7 separate regions of the Mus musculus genome follow, and regions 1, 2, 3, 4, 5 and 6 are each linked to region 7. A link is a contact called in public Hi-C, HiChIP or PLAC-seq and promoter capture Hi-C data. All regions are on one chromosome and are shown on one strand. The core of a region is the stretch at or near the end of the contact, and the rest is flanking DNA. Distances in the headings are between cores, read along the strand shown. Region 1 overlaps Cacna1a (calcium channel, voltage-dependent, P/Q type, alpha 1A subunit). Region 2 holds the start of G430095P16Rik (RIKEN cDNA G430095P16 gene). Region 3 overlaps Cacna1a (calcium channel, voltage-dependent, P/Q type, alpha 1A subunit). Region 4 holds the start of Adgrl1 (adhesion G protein-coupled receptor L1). Region 5 holds the start of Nacc1 (nucleus accumbens associated 1, BEN and BTB (POZ) domain containing). Region 6 holds the start of Ier2 (immediate early response 2). Region 7 holds the start of Ccdc130 (coiled-coil domain containing 130).

What was found. Promoter capture Hi-C pulls out the DNA fragments that hold promoters and counts their contacts. Hi-C and Micro-C count contacts between places; a contact is called where the count stands out from the background. HiChIP or PLAC-seq counts read pairs in DNA pulled down with a chosen protein or histone mark.
Region 1: a contact with region 7 is called in an H3K4me3 HiChIP or PLAC-seq map of forebrain, with 6 times the contacts expected there. The contact joins the enhancer-like site here to the promoter of Ccdc130 in region 7. A contact is called at or near these places in 6 of 39 promoter capture datasets (the 3T3-L1 cell line, cranial neural crest, embryonic stem cells and 3 more), 1 of 15 datasets of contacts at CTCF or cohesin (the NIH/3T3 cell line), 5 of 484 Hi-C or Micro-C datasets (the G1E-ER4 cell line, the N1E-115 cell line, cortical neurons and 1 more), 10 of 115 datasets of contacts at active chromatin or transcription factors (bone marrow-derived macrophages, craniofacial prominence, embryonic basal ganglia and 5 more) and 1 of 9 other capture datasets (pancreatic islet).
Region 2: a contact with region 7 is called in a promoter capture Hi-C map of second pharyngeal arch cranial neural crest. The contact joins the promoter of G430095P16Rik here to the promoter of Ccdc130 in region 7. A contact is called at or near these places in 6 of 39 promoter capture datasets (the HPC-7 cell line, cranial neural crest, liver and 2 more) and 1 of 115 datasets of contacts at active chromatin or transcription factors (bone marrow-derived macrophages).
Region 3: a contact with region 7 is called in an H3K4me3 HiChIP or PLAC-seq map of forebrain, with 5 times the contacts expected there. The contact joins the enhancer-like site here to the promoter of Ccdc130 in region 7. A contact is called at or near these places in 4 of 39 promoter capture datasets (the C10 cell line, cranial neural crest, liver and 1 more), 2 of 484 Hi-C or Micro-C datasets (embryonic stem cells and forebrain), 12 of 115 datasets of contacts at active chromatin or transcription factors (the 230-238 cell line, bone marrow-derived macrophages, craniofacial prominence and 7 more) and 3 of 9 other capture datasets (adipose tissue, macrophages and pancreatic islet).
Region 4: a contact with region 7 is called in a Hi-C map of forebrain, with 6 times the contacts expected there. The contact joins the promoter of Adgrl1 here to the promoter of Ccdc130 in region 7. A contact is called at or near these places in 1 of 39 promoter capture datasets (pre-B cells), 1 of 15 datasets of contacts at CTCF or cohesin (large pre-B cells) and 1 of 484 Hi-C or Micro-C datasets (forebrain).
Region 5: a contact with region 7 is called in an H3K27ac HiChIP or PLAC-seq map of extraembryonic endoderm stem cells, with 7 times the contacts expected there. The contact joins the promoter of Nacc1 here to the promoter of Ccdc130 in region 7. A contact is called at or near these places in 21 of 39 promoter capture datasets (the 3T3-L1 cell line, 3T3-L1-derived adipocytes, the C10 cell line and 14 more), 2 of 484 Hi-C or Micro-C datasets (olfactory sensory neurons and stem cell-derived neural progenitor cells), 7 of 115 datasets of contacts at active chromatin or transcription factors (astrocytes, bone marrow-derived macrophages, cardiomyocytes and 4 more) and 3 of 9 other capture datasets (adipose tissue, embryonic stem cells and pancreatic islet).
Region 6: a promoter capture Hi-C map of pre-B cells shows a contact between it and region 7, with 2.9 times the contacts expected there. The contact joins the promoter of Ier2 here to the promoter of Ccdc130 in region 7. A contact is called at or near these places in 17 of 39 promoter capture datasets (the 3T3-L1 cell line, 3T3-L1-derived adipocytes, the C10 cell line and 11 more), 1 of 484 Hi-C or Micro-C datasets (cardiomyocytes), 5 of 115 datasets of contacts at active chromatin or transcription factors (bone marrow-derived macrophages, embryonic forebrain and embryonic stem cells) and 1 of 9 other capture datasets (macrophages).

What each region holds. Positions count from the first base shown.
Region 1 is chr8:84,599,100-84,601,799 of GRCm38.p6, forward strand. It overlaps Cacna1a (calcium channel, voltage-dependent, P/Q type, alpha 1A subunit), which reads left to right. Exons shown (of 47, transcript NM_007578.3): 32 at 2,290-2,406; 33 at 2,657-2,700. Among named protein-coding and RNA genes, the nearest start is that of Gm32854, 12 kb to the left of the region's middle. Within about 2 kb of position 1,347, at least 73 of the 459 cell types and tissues checked have an H3K27ac peak or open chromatin away from gene starts, as enhancers often do. A contact at or near this core is called in the N1E-115 cell line, embryonic forebrain, embryonic stem cells and 1 more, where this site is marked.
Region 2 is chr8:84,721,679-84,724,378 of GRCm38.p6, forward strand. It overlaps G430095P16Rik (RIKEN cDNA G430095P16 gene), which reads left to right and starts at 1,379. Exons shown (of 2, transcript NR_169084.1): 1 at 1,379-1,593. It overlaps Nfix (nuclear factor I/X), which reads right to left. Exons shown (of 11, transcript NM_001371053.1): 7 at 2,050-2,172; 8 at 1-140.
Region 3 is chr8:84,633,783-84,636,482 of GRCm38.p6, forward strand. Cacna1a (calcium channel, voltage-dependent, P/Q type, alpha 1A subunit) reads left to right here. Exons shown (of 47, transcript NM_007578.3): 44 at 1,767-1,802. Gm39212 (a long non-coding RNA gene) reads right to left here. Exons shown (of 3, transcript XR_003947427.1): 2 at 1-2,700. Among named protein-coding and RNA genes, the nearest start is that of Gm39212, 3.5 kb to the right of the region's middle. Within about 2 kb of position 1,444, at least 59 of the 459 cell types and tissues checked have an H3K27ac peak or open chromatin away from gene starts, as enhancers often do. A contact at or near this core is called in adipose tissue, embryonic stem cells and forebrain, where this site is marked.
Region 4 is chr8:83,898,664-83,901,363 of GRCm38.p6, forward strand. It overlaps Adgrl1 (adhesion G protein-coupled receptor L1), which reads left to right and starts at 1,435. Exons shown (of 23, transcript NM_181039.2): 1 at 1,435-2,261. Gm26721 (predicted gene, 26721) reads right to left here and starts at 1,064. Exons shown (of 4, transcript NR_166528.1): 1 at 518-1,064.
Region 5 is chr8:84,686,438-84,689,137 of GRCm38.p6, forward strand. It overlaps Nacc1 (nucleus accumbens associated 1, BEN and BTB (POZ) domain containing), which reads right to left and starts at 1,425. Exons shown (of 6, transcript NM_025788.3): 1 at 1,238-1,425. It also overlaps a transcript of Trmt1 not described here.
Region 6 is chr8:84,661,417-84,664,116 of GRCm38.p6, forward strand. Ier2 (immediate early response 2) reads right to left here and starts at 1,436. Exons shown (of 1, transcript NM_010499.4): 1 at 1-1,436. The coding sequence starts at 1,335. The coding sequence ends at 670.
Region 7 is chr8:84,269,073-84,271,772 of GRCm38.p6, forward strand. Ccdc130 (coiled-coil domain containing 130) reads right to left here and starts at 1,330. Exons shown (of 10, transcript NM_026350.3): 1 at 1,270-1,330.

The DNA.
Region 1 (2,700 bases), core at 97-2,596, 330 kb after region 7:
GACCCCTGACTTCTCCGGTCCCCGCCCCTCCTCCCTTATGTGTGTGCGTGCTCAGCAGCTGCTAGATCCCTGCTTCTGCATGTGCCAGTTTGCCCTCGGCCCCACACTGCTCCCAGGAACCCCTGCCTCTGCATGTCTGGCCGAGCCCACATGTTATGATCCACCCCATGGAAGGGATGGCTTGTTCTCCGGGGGGTTGAGGGAGAGGGTGGGGAATACTTCTTGGTTAGTGGTCCCATCCCCAGGAAAGCTTGGTGGCCAGGCAAGACCAGGCATCAGGTCAGCGGGGCACGGTGGGTGACTCTTAGCTAGGTTTGCAGGCTTATGTGAGACTTTTGGAACAGGCTCACAACAGTTGGGCCTAAGAGTGTCCTGATGTAGGAGCCCAAGGCTATTCCCCATCCCAGAAGCCCAAAGGCCAAGTCTTTTGCCCCAGAGGCCTCTTACCAGGCTCCGAAATTCTTCAATATCCAGTCACTGCCTCTCTGCTTCCAAGCCAGAGCTAGCTAGCTCATGGCAAAGACCCAGTAAAAGGATGCCTCTGGGAAGGAGGCTAAATATAGCCAAAGACAAAGCATAGTGATGACCCCCCTTTCATCCCAGCACTTGGAAGTCTGAGGCAGGAGGATCTCAAATTCAAGACCAGACTGAACCATAGCATGACCCCCTTGCAATAAAAAAATAATTCATTATGCAAATAGGGACACTTGAAATTCCGAAGAATGCTCTTGTCAGGGCCGCTTATCCATGCACCTCCAGTCATTAGGCCTCATTCGGTCTTGCCCTATGATGTGTCTCCAGGACTCCTACAGATCTTAAGACTGGGGCACCAGAAAGCTCCCTTCTAGCCAGAGACCCCATTCCCTCCTGCCTCCTGCCTGCTGGTCGTAACCATGTGGTCCCCAGGCAGAAAACTCACAATGCTCTGTGGGCCAATCACCAGAGAGCCCGGGAAACTGGAGAGCATATAGCCAGACTCCAGGGGACAGCTACGAGAGGCCTGGGGGAGCCAAAAATCCAGATCGGTGGGCAACGTCCAAATTTAAAATTAGCAACTTTGTATTTAAAAACAAAACCACTTAGGCCCAACAAATTACTTTCATTGGCTATATTGGGTCATTTGCCACCCATCACCAACCTCCGCTGATGCCCCCCTGGAGAGTCCTGGGCCTTGCCCACAGTTTCCAGCCACTGTCTCTCTTCACTAACAGCCTGGGAGGGAGGCCAGAGGCAGTGACTAGACCTGGGTTTGGAGGACAGGCAGGGCCCACCTAGGGAAGTCCAGGGGCCAAGAATAGCCTCATCTCCCCACCCGCAGCAGCGGCCCCTTGGTAGGCCCTGGGCTGATCAGAGCTCACTCGCCCTGGGAGCTGAGACCTTCCTGCTTCCCGCAGGCCTGGTCCCGAGACACCACCCAGCCCCAGAAGCTGAGAAGCCATCCCTGAGAGGGGGGAAAAGGGCCCCTAATGCATCTTCTCCGACTCAGCGGGCAGCGAGGACTCACCCTGCAGCCGAACAGCCCCAGCTCCCTCCCGTCCTCCCCATTCCCGCTCGCCAAGGGGGTAAGAAAAGATGCCCTTCCGCTTCTCCCCATTGGCTCCAGCCGCTGCTCCTCTGGGCCGTGGGGTGAGGTCAGGGCGGGCAGGAGCGGGTGGGCAGCTCGGCAGGGCAGGGCAGGGCAGGGTGCCCGGTGAGTCCCAGGACAGATGCATTTCTGGCCCCGAGCGTAACATGCCCTCGGAACCGCACTTGCCCCCTAGGCCTGCGTGTGCTGGTGCCCTTCCCCCACCCCGCCCGTGTCTGTGCTTTGTACTCTTGTGCTGGGTTCTGCAACTTGACCCGCTTGTGTCCTATCGTCTCAGTGCATTTGGTTGTTGGGAGAAATAAAAACCATCTCGATTTTTTTCCTGATTGGATGATTCGGATGTATTTTCTTTTCTGTGCTCTTTTGTTATTTCCTCCTGGACCCTGTTCCTTTCTTTTCCTCCCCCTTCCCACACCTTTTCCCCACTTGTGAGTGGGCCTGGCTGGGTGGGCTTAAGCTTTTGAGTTGATATCTCTTCCCTCCCCTAACCCCCTCCTCTCCCTCACTCCTTTTTTATTTATTTATTTTTTGAGTTCCCCTCTGCTCCATTGCATTAACGGTGCTTTCTCTCCTCTCCCTCCTCATTTGGGGTGTGGCTTGCTTTTTTCCTATTGGTTGGCTTCATGTAGGGGCCTCTGTGAGTGTTGAATACTCTAAGCTCCTCAGGGTGGGTGGAAGGTCACCTTTCTTCCTCATCTCCTCAGAATAACTTCATCAACCTGAGCTTTCTCCGCCTCTTCCGTGCTGCCAGACTCATCAAACTCCTCCGCCAGGGTTACACCATCCGCATTCTCCTCTGGACTTTCGTGCAGTCCTTCAAGGTGAGACACAGCCGCCGCTACTGCTGCCGGCCCGTCCCGGGCCAGAACAGACCTCCTAGCTCCGGGTAAAATGGGGAAACCACACTGAAAGTGCTTCTGTAATCGTCTGATGTCTACACCCAGCGTCTACAGAGCTCTGAAGGCCCTGTCCCGAAGCCCTGTAGCCTGGGGCACGTGATCACCTGACCCAGTTCAGAAGGCTCTGGGCAAGTCGCGTGGCGCCCTTTCTCACTGCCTTCCTTCCCTCCAGGCCCTACCTTATGTCTGTCTGCTGATCGCCATGCTCTTCTTCAT
Region 2 (2,700 bases), core at 129-2,628, 450 kb after region 7:
AAACTGCACAAACTCCTTCAGCGAGTCCTGCCCATGGTGGTGGTGGTAGCGGATGGTTGGGTGTGTGAAATACGGGCTCGACTGCTGGATGATGGACGTGGAAGGGAAGTGCAGCGCTGATGCCGTGGCCCGGGGGCTCCCTGTGTGCACACAGGCAGGGGAGAGAAAGGGTGTGAGAACAGCCACGTGGAAAAGCAAGACACAACGGCTGGCAAAAGGGCTGAGGGTCCTGAGGAAGAGGCAGGATGGGGCAGAAGCACTGTGTCAGGCACAAAACGCCTCAGTCATCTAAGTTAAAAAAAAAATCAATGCAATAAAATAAAATAAACTGGCAGGCTAGTACCTGAGGGCCAGCTGCTTGCTTTTATAAATACTGTTTGCCGGGAGCTGGCGTGGGGGTTAGCTGAGGCAGGTGAACAGCCAGCTACCAGCGCAGGGTTGGGTTGGCCTATTTAAAATTGTTAGGATGTTGCTTTTCTGGTTGGTTTGTTGCTATCTTGTAGCCGGGGCTGAACTTGATGACCTTAAATTCTGGACCCTCGCAGGCACGTGCTGGGCACTTTCTTGTTGTTTGTTTTCGGATGGTTGATTTTCTTTTGTCTTTGCAGTACTGGGGTGTGCTTTCTGCCACCACGCCTCAGTCCCAGCAAACTGTTACAATGTTACTTGCTTCTCATAAGGTTTTGCTCTTGTTTGGTTTTTGAGACAGTCATAGGGCCTCCAATTCTTGATCCTCCTGCCTCAGCCTCCTGTGTGCTGGGATTTCAGGTGTTAGACTCACCCTATGCTTTGCAACTGTTTTTACTGTTTAGAAACAACACACTAATATGTTACTTATTGCCGGTTGAGTTTTTTTAGTATCCTTGACATTTTCCTTCTTTTACCCTTGGCAAACACCTCACTTGCCCCGTCCTAGGTGTGAGCCTGCCTGAAAGGACCGACACCAGATTACCACAGCCCCGTGGTCTCTGGACAAGCAGACCCTGCCTGTGCAGGATCGGCACCCGGCACACACACAACTCCAAATGTGTAAGTGGATGCTTAGGCCCCCCTCATGTGTTGGCCCTGCCGCTGTGAACTCACAGTTCCTACCCCTGTACAGGCCTCAGCTCTTCCTCAAGTTCTCCCCCTTCCTGTCTGTTTCCAATCAGCTCACTCTTGCTCTCAGTTTCATTAGGGGGCTGAGGAAACTTGGCTTCTCTCTGGAGTTCATAAAAATGGAGCGCAGCAGGGTGGAGCCTGCCTCCCTCCTGCCGCCTGCACAAGGCCTGGGCTCCCTGCCCCCACCTTGTGGCCACCACACCCTGCCCCAGTGCTGGCTGCCTCTGGGCTCTAAGCCAGGAGGCCCCAAGGAGGAAGCCGGGAGGTAAACCTCCCTGTCGCGTCCTACAGAAGAGAAGAGAGGCATGGCAGATACAGGGCCATGTGCAAACAAAAGCCAGGCCTTTGCTGCCAGATGGGTGCTGAGGCGGAAGCAGCACGTGCAGGAGGGCCAGGTTCCCGGGTATCCTGCCTGGCCCCACCCTCAGGAAGATCCAGCATCTTCTCAGGGCCTGAAGATGCCCTCAGAGCAGCAAGACAGTCCTTTTCATGGTGAGCCTTGTCCTTCTGGCCCAGCCCTTCACTTCTGGGAAAAGCAGGGAGGCCCAGATTTGGTGCCGGTTTGCTCTAGGACAGACACCAGGAACCTGGACTGCTGAGCAGTACTCTTTCTAATCCACAGGAGAGCAACTTGGCTCAACTACTTGCTGGTGGGGGAGGGGGAGGCTGCATGCAGCTCCCAGTGAGCATGTGCAGACCATGCACCCAACACAGACTTAACACAGCCAGAGTTAGCATGTGGGAGGGATTCTAGGAACCGAGTGGGCAGCCTGGTTCTCAGAGTTACACTGCCCATCCCATGCCACCCCACTGCTGTGCCACGACCCACTTGGGGAGCCCAGATCTATAACTTAGATTGATCCCTGGCCCCCTGTTGCTCCTGGCCAGCTGCCCCTTGCTGTGGCTGCCTCCCGCAGTGTCCCCTTAAGCCCCGCCCCCATCTCTCACCTGGTCTGACTCCAGCAAGCACAGGCAGCGGGTGGTGGGTGAAAGCCATGCGTGGGGAACTGCCCTGAGAGGAGAGGGCGCTGCAGAAGTCCAGCTTTCCTGACTTCTTTAGAGAAGCAGGGCCTGGGGGGAGGAAGCAGCAACACGCAGGTTTAGCTGGCTGGGGTAGGAAGCCAGCTAAGCAGCCCGCTCCTTCTCTTCTCAGCACCCAGCAGCCCTTCCTCCACCTCGGGCCCTGCTCTGCTCCTCCTGGGGCCTGACCTCAGGGGTGCAATCTGGCTACAGTTGCTTCTGCAGAGAGGAAAATGAGGCCCCTGGTAACATGTGGGAGGATATGCTGGGCAAGGGTGGCTGGCAGAGGAAAGCATCCTGCTCCTGACGGTCGATAAAGGAATTAAAATGGGTACAAGGCTGGCATCTAGGAAGGGATGCACGAGGAGCCCACAGATGCCTGCTGGAGAGCCATGAAAGGAGCCAGAGCGCCAAGGGTGGGACGCACAGGCTGGGGGCTGTGACAAGACACCCTGGCCTGAAGAAACCAGCACTCTCTTTCTGGAGAAAAGGAAAAGGGAAAGCATGGTTAGAAGCCCTCCAAAGCAGCAAAAGGAGAACAAAGGCAGGAGCCAGAGCTGGGAGCACCCTGGGAACAAC
Region 3 (2,700 bases), core at 194-2,693, 360 kb after region 7:
TGGGCTGCCCCACACAAGTTACTGAGGATCTTATACCTCTCCCTTGGGGACCCCAGCCTGGGTGGGACCATCTGTAGCTTCGTGGGTGGGTTAGGGTGGAGACCACCCTTTCCTGACTCCTTCAGAGCCTGGTCCTCCTAACCGCTCTCTGACAAAAGCCAGAGAGAGATGGAGCACCTTGAGGCACATGGTAGTCAGTGCCAAATGGCTTCTGTCTGCCCTATTTGAGAGCACAAAGGGGCGGAGTGGGCTCGGAAGGGGTGGGTCCAGCTCTGGTGAGAGATGCCTTTGGGAATGCCTGCTTCAGCAGCATGAGGCGTCTCACACACCCAGGAGGCTGAGGAAAGAGGAATTCCAGGGCAGCTTAGGCTATAGACCTGGATCACCTCTCAAACAAGCAACACGACTTACATCTATAATCCTGCCACTTGGAAAGTGGAAACAGGAAGATTGGGAGTTCACAGTCAGACACTGCTCTATAGCTAGTTCGAGGCCAGCCTCTCACTGTGTGAGATCCTGACTCAAAACAAAACTAAAGAATCCTGACTAGTAGCTAGAGAAGTGGCTCACTGGGTAAGAGCATGCGCTGCTCTTGCAGAAGACCTGACTGAATTCCAGCACATGCCGGTTCACAGCCTCCTGTAACCAGAGCTCCAGGGACCCAGTGCCCTCTCCTCGCCTTCTCAAGCACCTACACACAGGTGCACAAACTCACACACATGTACACAAATAATAAACTAATTAAAAAAAAAAAAGAAAACTAGAATCCTAACTCCACAGCTGGAGAGTGGAGCTCATGGTATCCCCCTGCTTAGCATGGGCGGACCTGGTGCACTTCACACACATACCACTTACATGCAATACATACATACATGCACATGCATCCGTGTGTTCCCAGTGTTAACAGGCATGTCCGTGTGCACGCACATGGCCTGCTGCCTTCAGGAATAGAGCATGTCTGAAGAATCACAAAGCAGAGTCTGGGTGTTCCTGGGATGGCTGTCACATGTCTGGGAGGGTTGGGGGGTTGGGTGTGTACATGGTATGTGTGTCTCAGTGTGGCTGCTTCTCTTAGCTACTCCAGCCCCTTATAGGGAAGGCAAGATCCCCATGGGGACAGAGAAACAAGCATGCCTGGCTACTGCGCAATCGCAATGCAATCGGGAATGGGGATAAAGCCCAGGCTGCTACTGAGGACAAGAAGAAAGGGCAGGAGGAGGGGGGCAGCGGGAGGGGGCAGGCATGTCTGGCTGGGGCAGCTTGCCCTGCATTATGTAGCAGATTCGCTGTGTCTGGCTGGGTCATCATGGCCCAAGGGCCTGGCCTCTGGCTGTTGTGACCTTGGGGTGCATGTAGCTGCCCCATCCCTTCTGTCAGGCCTGGCCTGCTGGTCCCAAAACAGAGATGAGCCAAGCTGGGCTGAAGGCCACCTGGAAGCTTTGAGCTGAAGCTGGGGCGAGGCGGGGGAGGGGTGCTGGGCCGCAGTGCATCGCATGAAATGGGCCAGGAGCCTGTGGCCTTGCTGTCCCATCTGTCAGTCTCGTGTCTCTGCCATCTGTCTGTCTCCTGTCTCTTCTGTGCCTGTTGTGGGGGACAGCCAGCGGGGTCCTGGAGCACCCCCTCATCCGACACCACTGACACCGAGTTTTAACCTCTCTACCCTCCACCTCCTGCATGGACCACCCACTCACCATCCTTTCTGCCTTTTATATTTATTTCCTTCTTTCTGTTTTTTCTGTGTGCGCCATCCTGTGGGGCTGGGACAGAGGAGAAGGGGCCGGCCACGTGGAAATGACCTCAGTGTATGTACCGCGCCCGGCCAGCTCGGCTCCAGCCCCTCTCCCTCCCTGCCCTGTCTGTGACAGCTCCCACCATCTCCCACTACCCTCCACCCTACCCTTTCGTTCCAGATCCCACCCTAGCCCCACCTTGTGTGTTGGAGGAGCCCCTTCCTTGTGTGTTGTGTCCTGTGTGTGCAAGGGGCCACACGGCACCCCACATCGTCTTCAGAGCCTCCAAGAGGCCGACCTGCCCACCCTGCCCATTTCTTGCGGGTCTGTTCCTCCAGTTCAACCAGTGACCACTGGCCTACTGCCTCAGGTCCCTTAGCTCCTGCCTTGGGCTGGGTCCTGCACATCAGAGTTGGAGCAGGCCTGGTCCAGTTGGCCCTGTCTTCCTTCTTCTGCCTGCTACAGAGAGACCTGAAGACTGTCCATGGCAGAGCAAGAGCAAGGATTCTGGGACAGTAAATGCAGACTCAGAATGGTCTCCAGCACCTCCACTGCTAGGGCAGGCCAAGCTGGGCCTGAGGGATAGGGACCAGAGGTGGGGATGGGCGTGAGGGGCAAGAGAGTTGGGCCAAGGAGAAGCAGGGCTCCCAGGTCTGCACTCTGCAAACTGAGTATGCTTCTTGTCAGTCAGCCAGCCTGAACACCAGGGCCTCCTGGAGAGCAGGGCGAGGGGTTAGCCAGGGCCTTCTGGCCAAAGTCCAGCACATACCCTAAGAAGCCACAACATTCCTGTCACTGGACTCAAGTATCCGTAGGGCTCCACCCCTGCAGCCAGCAAGCCAGACACTCAAACCCACCACTGCACCTCTGGACATAATCCCTGGATGCTCACACACTCTGATTCTGTCACCAGTCAGCCAGGTGGGCTGCAGGGCTGGAAGGAGCAGGCCATGAAAATGCTGGCCATTAA
Region 4 (2,700 bases), core at 185-2,684, 370 kb before region 7:
GTAAAACGGATTCTCAGCGCGGCAGCTTCCAAGCTCTGTTCTTACCTCTCTGGATTCCGCTCCCCTGAACCCACACCCCAACCCCCGCACTGAGTTGTCTATATTGCTTAAGTGCCTGGTTTTGGCCCCGGGTTCAGCTTTATAGCCTCCCCCCACCAAAAAAAAAAAAAAAAACCAAAAAAACAAATAAACTATAAGTCTAGGCAGTGGTAGCTTTGGCTCCAGATATTTGGGCCAGGTCGACCCCCTTTCCCATCTAGAGAAGCAATCCTAGGCTTCATCTGTAGCTGGGGGGCTGAACCCAGCCTCTGGCTTCACTCACTAAGTCCAAAGCCTAGGAATCTAAGTCCGATCCGCTGCCCTACTTCTCCGAGTCCATCACCTGCAGTGTAGTTCTTACGTTGTGGAAATCTGCACCGGGCTTTTGCTCTCGCCATCAACCTAAAATTCAATTTTTTTTTTCTTCCCTACCCACCCCCTCCAAAACCAGACGCTTGAGGCGTTTATAGATACTAACCTCTCCTCCGCTCCTGCAGCCTGGTCAGCTCCAGGACCCTGTCCGGTTGCCAAGGCTCTCTCTTCTGTTTGGGGGAGGGGGGCTGTTCTCATCCCATCCTACCTACGCTCCAGTCCTGGCTTTGCGTCCCTCCCTCGTTTTTTTTTTTAATTAATTTATTTATTTATTTTTTTATTGTAGGTCTGGTCTCCCAGGGTAGCGGGATCCACACCACATCCCCTTCCTGTCGCATCACCCAGGATCCAGATACTGCTTTTACCTGCCGGCTCTGTTGCAGCCAGCGCGCGGGATCCTTCCATACCTCAGTCCAGCCCTCATTTTGTCCCTCCCCACCCCACGTCGCTGTTAGGAAGATGGGGGACAGCCTACGCTCTTGTCAGTCACTAAGCAGCACTCCCTCCGGCCCTCCTGCAATCCCGGGTGGGAGACGCTCTGGTCCAGGTCTTTTTTGTTGCCACCGCACAGGCCTGACGCATTACTCCATCTCCCTTGGAAGAATCCGGACCGAAATTTGCGTGCCTCGAGTGCATCTGGCCCTGTCGCAGCTACCTCCCCTCCCACTCCTACCCCCCCACACCGCGCCCCTCCCGTCCCTACCCTCTCTGCCAAATCCGGACCAGGTTTTGCGCAGTCCTTGCACAGCTCTCCATTTACCCCTCACCGGCTAGGCGCCTTTCTGCACAGCACGGCTGCAGAGTCCGTTCCGTTTTTTCTTGCCGCCCGTCGCACCCCACCCCCCCCCAGCCCAACTAGGGGGATCTAGCGCGTCGCCTCCCTCTGCCCACTTTTCCTTGGGGGAGGCGAGTGGAACTCCAGGCCAGGTTTCCGGGCCCTTCCTCGGGGCGCACGGGAGGGCTGCGGAGACTAGTCCCCGGCGGGTAGTCCAGGCCAGGTTTTGCGCTTGTCCGCCGCCCCCCTCCCGGAGCCGGCGGGCCCGGCAGCGCCGAGAGCAGGCGGCTTGTCATTGCTGGTGCCCCGCGCCCGCTCGCTCCGCGAGTCCTGCGGTGCCCACGGGCCCAGCCCCGCGCCCCCTGCTCCGGCCACCCCGGGGGCGCAACGCCGCCGCGCCTGCTTCCAGCTGTGTAGCTCCGGCCCCCTGCGGGCAGCGCGAGCGGTCGGCGCGGGAGCAGTCGGCGCTGCGACGCCCCCGCCCCGCCGTCTGCCGGAGACGCCCCGGCGGATGGGGCCGCGCGGGCCCAGGAGCGGCGCCGCCGGGCGGCGGGGGCCTGCGCGGCCGCCCGGGCAGCCGCGTTAACCCTTCGCCCGCTGCCGTCCGGGGGCGCTGGGAAGTCGCCTGGGCACACACGTGCCGCCTCCGTCGGGGCCGCGGAGCTGCGGGGGAGATGCGGGCAGCCGGCGCCGCCTCGGGGGGCTCCGCCTCGCCCCAGCCCCCCGAGCTCTGACGCCGCCCCCGCCCCTCCGCCTCCACGCCTCGCTCCCCGGGAGGGGCGCAGACCCGCGCGCCCGGGGCCGGGGCCGCCTCCGGAGCGCCGCGATCCGCCTTTTCTTTCCTTTTTTTTTTTTTTTTTATACTCCCCCCCCCCACCCCTTCCCTTTTAAATTTTGGTCGGTGGCGGCGGTGCTGGGCCGGAGGAAAGAAGGGACACGGAGTCCTCCCTCGCTCAGCCACCCCCTCCCCGCTTCCCCCTGGGCCGGGCTCCGGGAGATGTGCCGGGCGGGGGGCCCGGCTTCGCGGAGCCGCCGGAGGAGCGCGCACGGCCGACCCCGAAGCGCCGCTGGACAGGTGAGTGTGCGGGAGCCTCAGGCCACGCCGCACCTGGGCCAGGTGTGCGCGGCGGGAGGGGCGGGGAGCACCCTACCCCCGCCCGCCGGGGGCTTGGTGAGGGTGCGGATGGGCGGCCGCAGGGTGCCCTGCAGGGGGAGGGGACCGCTAGTGTGCCCGCGCGTGGCTGCGTGTGCCCGCGCGCGCGCCGGCCTTTGTGGGGAAGCGGCGCGGCGGTGCCTGCGTGTCCCCGGTGCGTGTGCGCGCGGGTGCTTGGCGCCCTGTTTGTGTAGGTGTCTGGGTGTGAGTGGAGAGGGTGCGTGTGCGCGCAGCGCGCGGGCCCGGGCTCCCCAGAGAAGCCATGTCGGGGGGCTGGCACCGCAGGATGCTGGGCCAGCCCCCCCCCCCCCCCGACATGGCTTGTTTTTCTCTGGGAGGCAGTGGCGCTAATGGTGGTTGG
Region 5 (2,700 bases), core at 175-2,674, 420 kb after region 7:
TCTCCCTCCCCCAGGCACAAGTCAGGATGTGTAGGTACCTGTTTTGTCTCAAAGACACAACAGAGCTTCAGGCAGTCACCATCCCAGGAGGCGACAGAATATTTTATCTCCCAGGAGGAGACAGAATTCAGGCCCAGGCAGCAGGTTGGGCCTGGAAAGCTAGGGCGTATTGCAACGCTGTGAGGGCTCATCTTCTAGACTGGAGCCCCCAGGTTCCGGCGCCAGAAGGCTGAGAACGATTTCAGGACTCTAGAATAATCAGGTAATGTCTGCTGGGCTGCCTCCATAGTGGGTGGGGTAGGGCGGTGGGTTGAGTAGGGGCCATACACACCGAAAACAAGATGTTTGAACTAGGTATCCGGTGCAGCCCACGCTAACTCCCATCCAGCCGCTGGCCTGTCCTTGTTAGCAGTTGGCCAAGGTGTCAGAGAAGAGGCGTGGGAAAGAGGAACCCCCCCCCCCCGGTTCTGACCCTAAGCAAACATACGGAGATGTGTGTGTGTGGGGGGGGCAGATCCCTTAGCTCACACCAGGTTTTCCTAACCTGCTCCCCACATCCTAAACCATAGGCCCTGGGCCGCCTGCAAACTCCCAACACGCCCAGCCTTACCTGATGCCCTCCCGTCGGAGTTTACCCGCACATCTCTAGTCTCTGACCTCGTGCGACCCCCTGCAAATATCTTAGGGCTCTCTCCAATCCGCCCCCACTCGAGCAAGCTCCGCCCACCCCCCCCCAAGTCTAACTTCCCGGGCTTTTCCTCACCTCCCCCCAAGGCCTGTAACCTGACCCGCCCACCCCCTTCCCCAGCGCCCTCTACCTGCAAGCTCCGGCCCTCCCGCACCCCTCCAGGCCTTTTCCCTCGGGCGGCGCAGCCCTCCGCCCTCCCACCCCCCGCCAGCCCGAGGCCTCCCCTCCCCCCTCCAGCCTCGCCTGCCGGCTCCACGCGATTACCCCCTCCGGCCCTGAGACTTCAAGGATCCCGCGACCCGCGCCTCCCCCGAGCGGCCTTCAAGCCCTGCGGGCCGGGCCCGCGGGCTGGACGCTGTAGGCCGCCAGCTGAGATTCGGCCATCTCACTCTTGCCCTCCCGCCGCTGTCAGCGCCGCGGGCTCGGCTTCTGGTTCGCAGCAGGGCGCCCGGAGGCCTCGCCTCTCGGCCCTCCGCCGGAACCTCTGATGTCCTCGGGCCGCCCCGGGCGGGAGGAGGCCGGAATTGGGCCTGGGGCGGGCCATCTCACCTGCGCTGTGGCCGCGCTCCGGGGCCTCCCGGCGGGCTCCGCAGCGGCAGCTGGGGCCGGGCCTGGGCCCGGGGCGCGCCTCCCTGCGCCTCGGCCTCGGCCTCCGCCTCTGCGGCCTCCGCGGCCTCCGCCTCAGCAGCAGTGGTAGCCGCGGCGGCCATTCATTGTGGGCCAGGCCGCCCCAGCCGAGCGCCGAGGAAGCGCACGGCGCTGCCGGCAGGGAGGAAAACTGCCTCGGCCCCGCCCCTTAGGCAAGCTTAGCCGCGCTTCGAGCGCTTCGGTTCTCACCAGCTCCTCTTTCCTCCCGGGTCTCGGTTCTGTAGACGGGCTAAGTTGAGTGACTGCGGGACAGGTTGCTCTGTATCTTGGAGCTTCAGTTTCTTGTAAAATGAGAACAACTGTTGTTCCAGGAACAGTTTAGGCTCTTTGTGGAAATGAGGTTTCATGGAGCTGAGCTGAGTAAACTATCAAGATCACAGGAAAGTGAATACGAAGATTTAAACTTAGGTTCAAGAGGTTAATAAAGTGAAAACTCAGGATGCTTATGCGATGTGAAGTTCTGTTAGCATTTTGCACTAACTCAGATAATTATACGTCTTATAACTAATGTTAGAGAGGCCTGACTACTTTTTGGATGGGTAGCAGAGTCAAGAACAGAAGAGTGCGGACTGGATTAAGAGTGTCTACTGGCCGGGCAATGGTGGCACACACCTTTAATCCCAGCACTTGGAAGGCAGAGGCAGGATTTCTGAGTTCGAGGCCAGCCTGGTCTACAGAGTGAGTTCCAGGACAGCCAGGGCTACACAGAGAAACCCTGTCTCAAAAAAATTAAGAGTGTGTACTGCTCTTGTTGAATAGAGTTCAGTTCCCAGCAGTCATGTCAGATGGCTACAGTTCTAGAAACTATCACCTTTTTGCTCTTTGAGGACTTACACACAACTGCACACATACACAAAAATAACAAAAAAATAAAATTTTGAAACAAAATAAGTACCGTTGGGCCTGGTAGAAATGCCTGAAATCTCACCATATGAGAGACTGAGGCAGGAAACTCTAATCTGCCCTGGGCTATATAACTCCAGGACAACCTGGATTAAGAGTGCCCTCTACCCCCAATTAACAGATAACATATAGCAAGGCAAGCTAAGATAACTCTCACATCCCGGATCTCCATATTTTCCTGATGCATACATTAGGCCAACACTCAGTCTGAGTGGCTCCTTTGCACACTTCCCAGGCATTCGGTTATTTAATCTTTGCCCTTGACAGCTAAGATTCCTATTTAACAGGTAAGGGAAATAGGAGCCTTACATTTTAATTAACTTGCCCAGAGTACGTGGTGGGACTGAGATTCAAAGACAGTGAATACTATTCTAGAGCCTGAGTTAACCTACAAGGTGCACACAGAAGACATCTAAAGGTGCAGAGTGCCTCCGCTTTTTGCCCTGAATTAAACTAGTGAA
Region 6 (2,700 bases), core at 186-2,685, 390 kb after region 7:
GTAAACAGACTTTCTTAAACACGCTGGTAAAAAAAAAATTTTCTTTCCTGCCCGAAGAAGCTGTGTCTACGGCAGCAACTACGACCAGCGGCCCACCCGTCCCGCGGTGGTCCACGCCAGGCGATCATCTAGGTTGACCAGTCCCGGGGTCTCCAGCCACTTCAACTCTGATCGCAGATTTGATTGGTTCAGTTCAGGCTCACCCACAGCAGCCTGTGGGGGCGAGGTGACTCAAGTCACTTCCCAGTCCCTAGGGCGGGTCCACACCCTGGCCTCCTCCCAGGCCCCACACCCACGCAAGGCAACAGGAAGCACCCGCGTCTGTCCCATGACGCAACTCTGACCGCTTGCACAAGCGTGCCCACTTGTAGGGGCCGAAACGCGAATGGTAGTGAAACGGCCTTGAAAGGGCAGCCTGGCCCCTAGAGAGTTCGACCCTGAGATTCAAGATCTAGGTGTCCCTTCTCCAAGCCAAGGAAGGGACAGTCCTTTAATAGCACCTATGGACGCACGTCTGGGAGAAGGCGCCCGCGCCCCTCGCTCCTCAGTCCTTCCCCTGGCCTCTCGGCAGCTCGGGCCGCGGCTCTTCTTCACGGCCCCCGCCGGCCTTCGCCTCGGGTGTGCGTTCTCCGCTCCGGTGGCGCCGCTCGAAAGAAGCCACCAGAGCTCTCAGAAGGCCACCACAGCTCGCACCAGCACGTTGAGCATATTGTCGGCCGGGCGGCAGGCTGGCTTGGCCTCGCACGTGGGGGGCGTCGGCGGGGGCACGGCGGGTCCACAGTTCAGGAGACTGGAGAAGCGCCTTTGGAGGACGCGGGCGAGGTTAGGGAAGGCACCTTCGCTTTGTGCCGGAGGAAGCTGCAGGCGATCGGGAACCTCCGACGTCGCCTCCCCCTCCACCTCTTCTAGACGGGCCTTCTTGCTTGGTACCAGTCCGGCATCACTACCGTCGCTCAAATCGCTGCTGCTCCGGCGCTTGCGGCTGACTCTAGCGGGGGGCGGGTCACAGAGCGCAGGGGTCTCCTGGACTCGCAGCACTTCCTCTTGCGTATCCATGGGCTCCGGAGGCTGCACGGCTTCGGGGGACGCTACTTCCACTGCAACTTCGGCTTCCCGCGGCGGGTGCAGGCGAGGGTCAAGAGCCCTGCGGGATGGCGGGAACTCGGGCTGGTGGGCTTCTACCTTGGCTGAGAGGTAGACCTCTCGAGCGCTGCGCATAACGAGGGACAGCTGCAGACTCCGGTGGAGTCGCAAGCCACCTCGCTGCATGCGAGAGTGGTACATCTTCCATACCGACAGAGTCATGATGCGCTGCGCTTCTTTCTGTACTTCCATGCTTGTTCGACGAGAGTAGTTAAGTCGAGAATGGGTTAAGACGGGCGGTGCAGCCCAGACGACAAGCTTACAGCAGCAGGTACTCTGCTAGACGTTCGGGCGAGGGCAGCAAGCCGGAGCCTTTTAATATACTGAGAGTGACGTCACTGCAACACCACGCCCAACCAGAGGGCCTCATCCGGGCTTTCCACAGTGGCTAGCGAGTCCTTAAAGCAATAGGGATAAATTTACGCCTCGAAGGAAAAAGGACTTAACTACTGCAAGGAAGAACTTCCCCACTGCACCTTAAGACACTAGGTTCTGGGTTCTCAGAGTCACCAACGGGCCAGAGGATGAGGCCCACCAACGAGACGGATAGTGGGCGGTAATCTGACTGCAGTGGGGAAAACCCGGGACCGGGGTACATTCCCCGAGGGCACCGTTCATCTTGCCTACCAGCCTGCTAATTAATATTTTTTGAACAGTAAAAACGCTGCTACTTATTAAGCAGTTACTACACGCCAGTTACTACAGTGTTGAACTTTCTCTTTTTATTCAATGTCTCTGATCTCTCACCTCCACTCCATAGAAGATACAGTTTTCCAGGTGAGAAATAGGCAGCCACCTGACCAATATTTACTAAACGAATGATTATATGATTATACTATGGCGAAAGGATCAACTAAAGCCTGCAGCCCTTCTATCTCCACCTTTCTGGACATGGGTGGAAAGTGGGCACGGACACTGTACCCCGTAACCACAGATATCCACCACCTCACGACTGCTCTTTACTTTCAGCGTTAAAGATCTCCCAGTTTTCCGCAACCCAGTGGCATGGAAGTCCCAATGTCCATAGGGCCTGCGATCTTCCCTTGTCAATAGAGCAGTTTTCTGCCTTCATGCCCTCGTGAACGGAATTACTCCAAGAAAGACAGATATCTGGGTCGAGATGGCACAGTGGGTGGAGCCACTTGTTGCCAAGCCTAACGAACTCAGTTCGATTCCCGGTCCCACCGGTCCCACGCCGTACAAGAGAACAGACTTCTATACGATGTCTCACACACACACACACACACACACACACACACACACACACACACACACACACACACACACACACACACAGTAACAAAGAAAAGAAAAAAAGAAGTCGGTTCCACTTTGCATCACTTCCCAAGAAAAACTTGCTTCTAGTTGCAGAAGGGAGAAAAATTCAAATAACCCCTTTCATTTGCTGTGCAGGCCCTTTAAGAAACACCCCCTGCCAGCGGGCAGACTTCCCGCCACTGCAGCCGGCCGACTTCCCTGGCTAAATTTGGATGTAATGACGTAGGTTGGCGCCGCGAACCACTTCCGGATGCCCATATAAGAACAAGGGCAGCCGGT
Region 7 (2,700 bases), core at 80-2,579:
TTCGGGGTGTGTGTGTGTGTGTGGAACCAGGAGGGTACACACTGAGTTCGAGACCAGTATGGTCCACAAAGCCAAGTTCCAAGCTAGCCAGAACCAGACAGGAAGACCCTGTCTCAAAAAGCAAAATCAAAACAAACAAAAATTAAAAACAGAGGGAAATGGGAGCGGGAGTGACTCTGGGGTTTGCTATAATGAAAAAGTGTATGGGCTGGTAGTGTGGACACCCAGCTTGAAGTGCTATGTGCTTGGGGTCTGCTTTACAATGTTGAACATGTTTGTTTTGGAGACATGCCTTTCTGTGTAATCCCGGCTGGCCTAGTACTCCAGATCTTCCAGCCTCAGCTTCTGAAGTCTTAAATGGCTAATCACCACAGGTAGTATCACAGCCAGATTACACCCAGTCTGCTCAGGTGGATGCACAGGGGCTCTTCTGTGCCAAGGGTCATTCCTGACCTCAAATGCCACAGCAGACCACAGCTTGGGCATCAATCTCCTCTCTGCTGCTTCCTAGCTGCCTGACTCTGGGCCAGGGGCTACCTGGATCCCAGTTTCTCCATTTGGGGAAAAAAAAAAGTTTTCTAAAGGATTCAGCCGCTGAGACTGCCTTTGGGAGTCATGACAGGTGTTAAGTATTGAGAAGAACAGGCATGGGACAAAGAAAAGTGACAATTTCAAATTTCTCCTACTTACTAACAACTATAAAAAATATTTTTGTTATGTGTATGTGTGTGCAGAAGTGAGTTCAGGTGACCGGAAAGGGTAGAGGGTTGGATTCTCTGGAGATACAGGCAGCTGTGAGCTCTGGGAACTGAACCCTGGTCCTCTGCTAGAGAGCAGGTCAAGTTCTTAACCGCGGAGCCACCTCGCCAGCCCCTTACAAATTACATTTATTTGTTCTGCGTGTGTTGGCAGAGTGTGCAACGAAGTGAGAATGTAGATCAGAGAACAGCCTACAAGAATCGATTCTTTCAACATGCTCAGGGGTCGAACTCTCATGTTGTCAGGTTTGGCCACAAGCGCCACTACCAGCTAAGCCACCTTGCCGGCCCCCAAGCTACTGTTCCCAAGCACTATGTTTCAATTCAGGCTAGGAGGGCTCATCTTCAGCATGAAGACGCCTAGAGGTGCCATTGGCCTAAAACGGAGGCTGGGCCCTGGGAACCCGCTCGCGTCCGCAGATACAGCATCTCCCGTGCCAGGACGCAGTGGTGGGATTGAGGACCTGCCACCCCCGTTGCCGTCGCGGACCGGTCCTCACCCCGTACCTACCTGCCCTCTCCCTGACGTCACGCCTCCACCAGCCCGGAAGCACACCCGGAGCCAGGAACCCGCAGAGCGCCCGCCTCTGCGGCCCAAAAGCGCCTGCGCAAGCTGGAGCGAGGCACTTTCGTCATCTTGATTGGCTGAGGCTATTGCAGACTGACCAATTCAGGCCTGTCTAGCCGTTAGAAGCCCCGCCCACCGGGAGTGGTCCAATTGGAGATGGCTTCCTCCCGGAAGATCTACTTTGGCACCGCCCAGCCCTCCCTGGCGGTTGCGTTTTCGAAGGAGCTGATTCGTCATTTTTAAGCTTTGATTTGACTGACGTTTGAGACCGGTTTTCTTGTATCCCAGTTTGACCCTGCATCTCATTATATTGCTGAAGATGACTCTGAATTTCTGACTCGCCTTGTGATATCCAAGTAGTGGGATTACCAATACAGCCCAGGCTATTTATTTATGGATTTTAAAAAATTATGTTTATGACCAGACGTGGTGGCCAACACCTTTAATCCCAACACTCTGGAGGCAGAGGCAGGTAGTCTACATAATCAAAGGCCTGTCAGGAGTACACTGTCTCAAAAAAATACATATGTATGTGTGTGGGTGAGTGCTAGTGTGCCACGACTGAGGGAAGTAGAGTCAGAGGGATATTTGTAGGTCTCTGGGCAAGTATGTGGTGCATACATATATGCAGCCAAAACACCTGTTCAGGTAAATAAATCTTAAAAGTACAAAGCAATGCCGGACGTGGTGGCTCACGCCTTTAATCCCAGCACTTGGGAGGCAGAGGCAGGTGGATTTCTGAGTTCGAGGCCAGCCTGATCTACAAAGTGAGTTCCAGGACAGTCAGGGCTATACAGAGAAACCCTGTCTCAAAAAACAAAACAAAACAAAAACCCAAAACAAAAAGTACAAAGCAAAGCCGGGGGACGGTGGCACACGCCTTTAATCGCAGCACTAGAGAGGCAGAGGCAGGTGGATCTCTGAATCTACAGAGTGAGTTCCAGGACAGCCAGGGCTACAGAGAGAAACCCTGACTCGAAAAAAATCTGCCCCCCCACCCCCACCAAAAAAGTAGAAAGCAGAAAAAAAGAGGTTTATTCAATGGTGGCACTTTAGAAAGCGATTCGGGGAAGGGACACTCTTAAGTTCTGGTGTGAGATCATGGTTTAAAGGTACAAGGATCTCACATCTAAGCAGTCTTGGTCAAGGTGTGGTCCCGCCCACCATTGACCCACCATTGTCTGGGCTTCAGTCTCATCCTGTAAGTTGGTCTGCAAAACCTAGAACTGGGTGAAATCTCTTTCCAGAAGACTTTCTCTTCCCCCTCTGGCTGGCGCCCTTTCTTTTGCCCACCATGAGATTCCTGGGGAAATTCCCATTTCTTTGGAGTTCATTATTTTATGGTCTGATAGATTGAGAGATGTGGGGACGAGT